Regions from separate parts of the Rattus norvegicus genome. Here region 1 is linked to region 2. A link is a contact called in public Hi-C data. All regions are on one chromosome and are shown on one strand. Each heading gives the region's core, a stretch centred on a gene start, on an enhancer-like site or on the middle of the called end of the contact. The rest is flanking DNA. Distances are from core to core; before and after follow the strand shown.

Region 1 (4,660 bases), core at 1,969-4,468, 310 kb before region 2:
GTGCCCCTCCAGTTGTAATATCCTGGACCGAGAGGAATCCTCCAGACTGCAGTGGCAGTCTGGAGAACGTCAGCCCAGGAGTTCCAAGACCATGCAGAGAGCACACAGGAATTAGAATGGGGGGAGGCTGGACTAGGAAATGGAATGGGTTGTGAGCAAAGGCCTTCAACTGGGGCAAGCTCTCCGGTCTCACTCTCGCGCCCACCGGAGCGCTCTCTCTCTCTCTCTCTCTCTCTCTCTCTCTCTCTCTCTCTCTCTCTCTCTCTCTCTCTCTCCCCCCCACCCCCAAGGAGGGGCTACCCCAGGACAGAAACGGGTTGGGGGAGGGGAAGCGAAACTAGGAGGCGCTGAGATAGCTCATCTAAAGCCCAGAGGAAGAAAGCGGTTACAACAGAGATAGTCGCGGGGACAAAGAGGAGCAAAACGGCCGGGACAAAGGCCGAGTCCTCCAACCCTGAGAGAGTAGCGCATCTTCTGGGGGTTTTATAACTACTTGTCTGGGGCCACAAGAGTCCTCTTCAAGGACCACATTCTTGAGAAGTGGGTTTCAGCACTCCGTGAGACAGGCGGGAGCAAGCACTGCTTTGCGGTCCTCCCCGGTGTTCCCAGGAGGGTGTGCAGCGAGGCGCGCACTCGGGAAGTGCTACGTCTCAGATGACTGGGGGTGGGGTGGGGGTGGGGGTGGGCGGGGGGAAGGCTAAAGCTGGAGCCCGGTGAGTGTTAAGGGAGTTAAGTGGTGGTCCAGGCTGGAACCCAGGTTTGCAGAAGCCCGAACTCTAAACCTGACATGGGCTCAAGACGTCCCCTGGCTGAGCCAAGATCCGAGCGTGTGCTCTCCTCGTAGCAGCTGGGACTCTTACAAGGAGAGTAAATGTCCCCAGCGCCCACCTCATTTGCGGGAGGTTCAGCCTAACTGCCCTCGGCTCTCTGCCTAGGCAATCGAATCATTTATGCCGAGAGCGCACTTCTCAAAAGGGTTCGAGGAGATTTCCCCAGCAGTTCACTGATCTAAACCTTTTAGGTGAAATTTTAGTTAAAAAACACCTTTTTGGTTAAAATTAGGCTCCCTAGACCACTCTCTGCCCCGTCTTTCCTAAGGATTTAAGAGGGGAGAAAAGGCTTTTTTTATTGATCGGAGGCAAATTTTTCTTTCTGTGAGAGGGGAAAAGGTCTGATCTGGTTGTCAGTGCTGCGGGCCACTGGCCCCCTTGCGCGACGTTGGCGGGCAGGTCCGGTGCGGAGGGCAGCCAGGACACACTCACCCAGCGCGCTTTCCTCCGCTCATCTTTCCGCGTCCTGAGCTTGGAAGCAGAAAGCGACGTGGGAGGCGGGTCGGATCTCCGGATGCAGCGAATTCGACATCTATTCACTTTGGGTGTTGGGGTCGGGGTCTGAGGAAAGCCCTACATTTCCAGCCCTTCTGGCAGGGTAGGGAGTCTCTGTCGGCGCCCTACAGCCTTGTCTGAAAGCCTAGTGTGTTGCGTTCCGCCTCCCGTCTGCGCTCCGGAGAAGTTTCTCACCCGGTAGCCCTGGACCCTCTTTACCTGGCGTTTTCATTTTAGGACTCTGATCTTTCCAGCTCAGGACCTTCCTCCCTCGAGGGGAGTAGCCCATAAGCACACCTCGAAGGTGTGGAATTCAGAATACGGAATTTCAGAAAAAGTGACCGGAGAGGGTTAGTGGTTGAGTCCGAAGATGGGATCGGAGGGCCTGTGCATAGTTTCAGAGGGGTCTGCCCTGGATTCCAGGGCGCACTCAGCCTGAGTTCAGGCCTGGCTTGGTCGGGTCAGTCAGTAGGACCTGCACGGGTCGGAGGCGCGGTCCTAGCCTTCCCGTACAGAACTAACCAGTTCAGGGCGCCTTTGCGTCCCGTGGCCACTTGGGGTCGCACTTTATGCCTGTTTGAATCTCCCTGCAGCCGTCAGAAGCTTGGCTCGGCTTAATCCTTACAAAATGTTCAGACAAAAACAGGGCCCGGCTCCCCAGCATCCCAGAGCCACTGAGTGCACAGACCGCTGTTGGTCTCAGCTCCGAACCTCGGAGTTGTCAGGTTTCCACACGACTGGCAAGTGAAAGGTATTCAGAGCCTTTGGGCCGACTCTTTTTCTTTTTGTTTACCTTCTTTGGGAGCATTTTTGGGGGTGGGGGGCGAATGTACGGAGGGCGAGACTACTGGAGCTCTGTCTTCTGAGCTCGATCACTGAACCGACTAGGAGAGGAACAGCGTCTCTTGGCCTGAGGAACCTTCCTAGAGGTTAAGAGTTAGATCTGAACAGAACTCTTGGAGCCCCAACCCCGCAATCCCCCCACCGCATACATTAGCTCAGACCTACAGAAACACAGGCACGCACGACACACATTCACTCGGCCCGCGGCGCCGAGGACACACGGAGCGTCGCCCACTGGGCGGGGGCCGCTTGGGAACAAAGGGCCAGGGAAGCGACATCCCGGCGCTTATTCTGAGCCTACGTGGGGGTGACACGGGCTGAGAGTGGGAGTGTAAAGAGTATCTAGGGAGGCGTGAGTGCAGACAGGGGGGTGGGAACGGCGGCTGGGTCCAGAAGTGGGGCGCGCACCGAAGGCAAGCGTGCGGGAACCTCGACTCAGAGGGTGTTGGGGGTTGGGACCAGGCGGTCCGTCCCACTCGGCTCCAGCCCTCCTCCAGGCCTCAGCCGCTTCGGGGCTCCTCCGGCCTCTAGTCAGCTGACGCGGGGGGCGGGGGAGCTGTCAGGCACGCCCCGCCCAGCGTCGCTGGGCCGCGGGGGCCGTGCAGCCATTGGCCAACTCGCCGGGCCGCTTGGGCCCCCGCGCTCCAGTGACATCAGGAAGCGATAAAAGGAGGCGGCGGCGCCAGCTCCTGCACAGCTGCACCGCCGGGCTGCGAGCGGCTGCAAGCAAGAAAGCCCTAGAGCCAAAGAGCCGGAGAGCGAGCGGCGGGCGCTTTGCCCTGCGCCTCCCCTCTGCCCCTGCGCGCACCTCGCCAGCTTCTCTACCCTGCCCCGGCTCGACCTGACTCGTTCCCGGCGCGGTCGCAGCCCCGAGCTCCGGGGCAGCTCAGGCAGCCTCGGGAGGACTCTCCGGCGCGCCGCCGCGTCCCCAGACAAAGGCTTGGCCGGCGGCCCCGGCCCGCTGCGCCCTCGGCTCCCCGCCTCCCCGGCTTGCCGCTCTTCGCCCCCGCGTTTGGCTCGGCGCGTCCCGGCCGGCCGCAAAGTTTCCCCCGCGGCAGCGGCGGCTGAGCCTCGCTTTTAGCGATGGCCGCGGAGCTGAGCATGGGGCCAGAGCTGCCCACCAGCCCGCTGGCCATGGAGTACGTCAACGACTTCGACCTTCTCAAGTTCGACGTGAAGAAGGAGCCACTGGGGCGTGCGGAGCGTCCCGGCCGGCCATGCACACGCCTGCAGCCGGCTGGTTCGGTGTCGTCCACCCCGCTCAGCACACCGTGCAGCTCCGTGCCTTCTTCTCCCAGCTTCAGTCCGACTGAACAGAAGACCCATCTCGAGGACCTCTACTGGATGGCGAGCAACTACCAGCAGATGAATCCCGAGGCACTCAACCTGACACCCGAGGACGCGGTGGAGGCGCTCATCGGCTCGCACCCAGTGCCACAGCCGCTGCAGAGCTTCGACGGCTTCCGTAGTGCGCACCACCATCACCACCACCACCACCCTCATCCGCACCACGGGTACCCAGGAGCCGGTGTGACTCACGATGAGCTGGGCCCGCACGCTCACCCGCACCATCACCACCATCACCAAGCATCACCGCCGCCGTCCAGCGCTGCCAGTCCGGCGCAACAGCTGCCCACTAGTCACCCGGGGCCGGGACCGCACGCGGCAGCCGCGGCGACGGCTGCGGGCAGCAACGGTAGTGTGGAGGACCGCTTCTCTGACGACCAGCTGGTGTCCATGTCCGTGCGTGAGCTGAACCGCCACCTGCGGGGCTTCACCAAGGACGAGGTGATCCGCCTGAAGCAGAAGCGGCGGACCCTGAAGAACCGGGGCTACGCCCAGTCGTGCAGGTATAAACGCGTCCAGCAGAAACATCACCTGGAGAACGAGAAGACGCAGCTCATTCAGCAGGTGGAGCAGCTTAAGCAGGAGGTGTCCCGGCTGGCCCGCGAGAGAGACGCCTACAAGGTCAAGTGCGAGAAACTCGCCAACTCCGGCTTCAGGGAGGCGGGCTCCACCAGCGACAGCCCCTCCTCTCCTGAGTTCTTTCTGTGAGTCGTAGCGGGTCCCGGCCCCCGCCATTGCCCTGGCCCGGACTCCCTATCCTGTGTCCCCAGCCCTGGACTCCCTGTCCCTGCCATGGCCCCGGCCTTGACCTGCCTGACTCGAGCTAGAGGGAGGAAGGACGCGCGGGCCGCGGGAGACGGGCGGGAGCACGGGCGGGTAGAGCACCTTGGCTAAGAAGAGGGCAGCGCAGCCTCTTAGACTTGGGCAGAGTTAGAGAGACCCGGGCGGTGGGAGGTCCCGGAGTAACTTTTCTCCAAGCTGGAAGCCCGCGAGGCATATTCCAAGGAGTCGCCAAGGCCGTCCGGACACTTCTGGCTCTGAGAACTTTGTGAGTGCCAGGGCCGCCGCTTTGCAGCCCAGAACTCAGTTCGCCCCCAGGAAGAGCAGAGGAGAGGAGAGGGACTCTGGAGTCCCCGTGGGCGCGA
Region 2 (4,678 bases), core at 1,813-4,312:
CAGATCAAAGAGAAAAGTAGACAGAAGCCTACACCTAGCTTGGTTTGCATCATCTCTAGCTGGGCAAGGGTCTTCACTGCTTACCCTCCTCCTATTCTTTCCTGTGGACTGCTCCCCGTCTTCAGAAGAGCCAGCCTCTCTTCCTGACTGTGCCAGCCTCCTCCTAACGCTGTTTGGCCCCTTCTTGTTTCTAACAGCCTGGTTGTCACTGCCCATGCTGACTCTGAGCAGTAATTACCTGGTGTCTGTTCTGCTACCTTCAAATAAGTTTTCCTACCTCAGAACAATTGCCCCCCACCTCTTATCTCGGCTGTGATCCTCTACAGGGCACAAGGGACCTGTCTCTCTTGACTCTCATATTTTTGCTTCTGATGTTAAGAAGTCCCCTTGAACTTGCATTTTACACACACCAGCAAAGCCCAAGTGTCTTCACAGAACCTGACATTTCCCCAGGGCAGGGTGTTTGCAATTACAGGCTGAGCTGGCTGTGGGATCAGAGAGCTGCTGAGGCCCGGGGAGGGCTGGCCTGTAGAGCATCTTTGATGAGTGACAGAGTCATTATTATGAATGTTATGCTGGGATGCCCATGAAGTCCTGTGGCAGAAGGGCTTTCCTCCCTTTTTCTTGTCTTAGCTGTGAAGACAGGCATATATAGAAAAACATATATGCATATCCTGAGACATATACCCAGCTAAATGTGGGGAAAGAAGCCAGGTAGGACGATTTCAATCTTTGCATGGTTTCTGACCTTCTAGGTTCTCACTGTTTTTGAAGATGACCTTCTAGTTTGAAGGGGTAGGCATTCTGCCCAATTCCAAATTGAAGATTAGTACCCCTTCCCCAGCTATTTGACTCTAACATCTTGTCTACTTGGTTGGGGTTTGTGGGAGCTCCCATTGGATTCTTTTCTGCTACTATTGTCTCTTGCAGGGAAAACAAATAAAACCCCCAAGGGCTAGCAATTCTGGCCTTGTCCCTACACCAGCAGAGTGCTTCTCAGGGGAGCTACTCTTCTCTCCGTCCTCCACAGTGTGGGTCTCTGCTCCATGCTGTTATTGGTAAATATCCATGTTGTCCTGTAAATCTACATTCTCGTTGGTAAGCTCAGACTTTCTACCCAGGGCAGGAGAGAGAGGCATACCCTGTGTTAATTGTCTACAAGGAAACTACGCTTAATAAGAAAATTCTATCTTAACTATGGTTTGGCAAGGGGCCTCCTTAACTCCACATTTCTGTTTCACACATTGAGATCAGATGTTTTGGGGAGAATGCATGATTTGGGGGGGGGGAATCGTGCTTTCTTGAGGTAAATAGATACAGGCCTTACCACAGCAAAGGTGGCAAGCCTCTCTCATCTTGCAAGTGAGCATGGCTGCGTGTGTCTCCCTGATCAATCTAGTCAACCGCCTTTTTCAAAGTCTCTTCAGAACCTTAGAAATTGGTCTTGGTAGCACAGGGAATGCAGGGCAACACCTTATCTCATTCTGAACACAGTGAAAGAAGTCACAATACTTCCCCAAATCAGCCAGCACAGAAGGGAAGGTTCATACCTGAATCAGAATCATATCTGAAAGCATGACTAGTATTTGAAAATAGTCTCCACGTGTCCACCATGTTTGCGTTTTGTTGTTTACAAACAGTCTTTTCTGATAAAGGTTCATTATTTTATTGATCTTAAGATCTCTCTGGATCTAGCGATACCTGTGCTCCCATGTCATGGAGACGAGGCATGCAACTGGCCATCTGTACTGAACCCACCCAGCCTCCCTTGGGTCTGAAGGATCTGCAGTGTGCATTCAGAAGGAGATTTAAATGCTTTAATGATGTGCGAAGCACTTGCATATTACTGGTCTAGCTTATGGTTACACACACACACACACACACACACACACACACAGCTCTCTCTCTCTGTCTCTGTCTCTGTCTCTGTCTCTGTCTCTGTCTCTCTCTCTCCTCTCTCTCTCTCTCTCTCTCTCTCTCTCTCTCTCTCTCTCTCTCAATCAGGACAGAGTTCTTTGTTTGGTAAATGTTAGGAGCAGTCTGTCGACTTCGTCTGCCCTATCAAAAACTACATGTCAATAGATAGAGGACAAAGGAGATGGAATTTAAGGAGATTTCAACTCTGGGCTAATTTCTCAATTCAGAATTTGGTCATATATGGAAACATCCAGATAAAGGCTCTAGCGGTACCGAAGAGAATAAGTAAAGACCATCCCCCACAATTATATAGAATACACGCCAAATTACACTAAGCACACATTTTCCTGGTCAGGTTCTGCATGTGTTTGTCTGTCTGTCTCTACACCATTCTGGATATGGCTGTAAGGACTCTTATTAACAATCCAAACAGCTCGTTGAATCAATGAGTAGGTTTTATCAAAGCCAGGAGGATGTGATGAATTGATAACTATATGGACCCTTTGGTCCTAAACCTTCTTTTAGGTCACAGAAAATGGAAGGAAAGAAAAGTGCCAACTCTTTTCTCGTGACAAGATTTCCAGTGACTCTTCTTCATCCTGTGTGGCAGCTATCAGAAGCTACAAACAGACCATAATACCATGACCATTCCTGGATCCTGGAAAAGGAGGTGGCTCTCTTTTAAAATAGAAGACCTTGACTACTTTTATAAAAAGACATCACCTGCTAAATGTGTGGTCGCAGAAAGAAATGTCCTTGTAGATGATGAAAGGCCACCAGAGAGAGGCCCCAACCCTGGCATTCTAACCAGGTTCCTGGCCACTTGCTGCTCAGTCATTGGACTTGAATCTCACATCTGTTACATGCTCTGGGTGTGACAAGGGGGAATGTGCTTCCCCTCCCTGAGCCACAGTTCCTCATTTGTAGACTGCAGAGTTTAGATTTCTGAGATCTCTCCCCTCCCAATGCCTTAAAACGCCCAGGCTGTGAACTCAGAGACTGTGTAAAAGAAAGGGAGGAAGTCAAGATGGGGCAGGCTTGCATTTAGGTGCTAAGAAACTGGGACAAGTGACCACAACTCTTGCCAGTCTGGAAATAAATCTACAGGGATCTGATCCGGGGCCCACAGATGGCAGTGGAGTGTCCTACAAGGGGTAATCAGTCATGCAGGGTCAGGTTCTAGGCAGGTTGCCTTGCTTAGAGAATGGCACCAATGTGTAGGCTGAACAGGTGTTTGAGGCCCAGCCAGATAGATTGGAGGTCAGGATGGGGCTTCAATTCTAAAAACAGCGCCCAATGAAAAGCAGGCCTGAGGCAGAGACCAGAGCAGGGGTGGCTGTATCTAATGGAGAAAGAGCATATCCAGGATTACCAAACTTCTCGGGACAAGGACAACATAGAGTCCAAGAAGGAAGGTTGGGGAAGCTAGAATGGGATGTTTAGAACTGAAATTAGTGGCTTTTTTTTTTTTTTAAAAAAAAAAGATAGGTTAAAATTTCAGTAGTCTGCACAGGGAGTGTTCACGACACGGCTAACTTAGTCTAAATGTGTCATCTGTGTAAACTCGTTAGCAGGCTAGTTTTGAGTTTCTGATTTATAAACCAATGTGCAAACAGACAATTGTTTAGTTAACCAATCAAGTTATTTTTTGGTTAAGATCAAAACATGAGAATGTCTAAACTTTTGATTGTGACCATTACCACAGAATACTCTAGGCCAAGATACTGTGGGAAGAACATGAGGGTAGAAGTCAGTGTGGGCAAGCTAGCCTTCTGGAACTGTAAGCAAGCTCCTCTTCTAAGTGCCTGAGTTCTAGTATCTCTTGAGTGCTTTAGATCAGTAAATAAGATGGTAATTTTTTTTAAAATAAATTCTAGAAATGGCTCATGATGTCCACTAGGCTTTGACTTGAGGTGACTGGAGAAAATGTTAAAAAGTTATAAGGAATTTTCAAACAGCATTTTAAATGAGTTCAACACATGTCTGAAAATGTAAGAAAGATATATTCGACTTCCTTCCCTGTTGAGAACCAGATTTACAGACACAGCTTGCCTCTAAACTGTACTGAGATGCATTGGCATTGTACTCAGTGCCATGAGGATTAAATGAGGAGGCTAATTTACCCCTTACTCTTCAATCTGCCTTTCATTCTCTGTATTAGTCACTTTCCTCATAACCATGACAAAATAGCAGACAGAAACAATTTAGTGAAGGGAAAGATTTATTTTAGCTCCATCACTGTCCTCAGTGGCCACCCTCACCTGCAGACTAATACTTTGAATTCACAGCTCATGTCCCCGTTGCCTATGGTGTGCCTTAAACAAACTTCCCTGTCATAGTTTTCACTCACATTTTCCCTAATCCCAGGCCCAGCAAACAGGAATGTGTTCTCAACCTCCTCAGTGTCATCTCTCACGTCTGTCAGAAATAAGTTTCTCTACTTCTACCTGTGAAGTAACTCATCCTGGGTAGTGGATCTCTGTGTTTAGAATTCACATCAAAGGCCAGCTCCTTCTAGAAGCCTTCCTGAACCTCCCAATTTCATACCTCGTCACTAGGAAAGACCACACCAACTTCTTGGTTCCCCACTTCAGATTTTTAAAAAATGTATTCCTTTCTCATACAGTGTATCACTACAGTTTCTACTCCCTCCTCTCCTCCCAGCTCCCTTCCACCATCTCCCCTCTTCCCCCAGATGCACCCCTCTTCTGTTTCTCTTCAGAAAAAAGATGTTTTATTTCTACATCAGTGTTTCTCAGGA

The links. Hi-C and Micro-C count contacts between places; a contact is called where the count stands out from the background.
Region 1: a contact with region 2 is called in a Hi-C map of psoas muscle, with 2.3 times the contacts expected there. The contact joins the promoter of Mafb here to the enhancer-like site in region 2. A contact is called at or near these places in 2 of 12 Hi-C or Micro-C datasets (hepatocytes and psoas muscle).

The regions. Positions count from the first base shown.
Region 1 is chr3:169,418,368-169,423,027 of GRCr8, reverse strand. It overlaps Mafb (MAF bZIP transcription factor B), which reads left to right and starts at 3,218. Exons shown (of 1, transcript NM_019316.2): 1 at 3,218-4,660. The coding sequence starts at 3,252. The coding sequence ends at 4,223.
Region 2 is chr3:169,103,380-169,108,057 of GRCr8, reverse strand. No RefSeq gene overlaps it. Among named protein-coding and RNA genes, the nearest start is that of Mafb, 310 kb to the left of the region's middle. Within about 2 kb of position 3,062, at least 4 of the 93 cell types and tissues checked have an H3K27ac peak or open chromatin away from gene starts, as enhancers often do.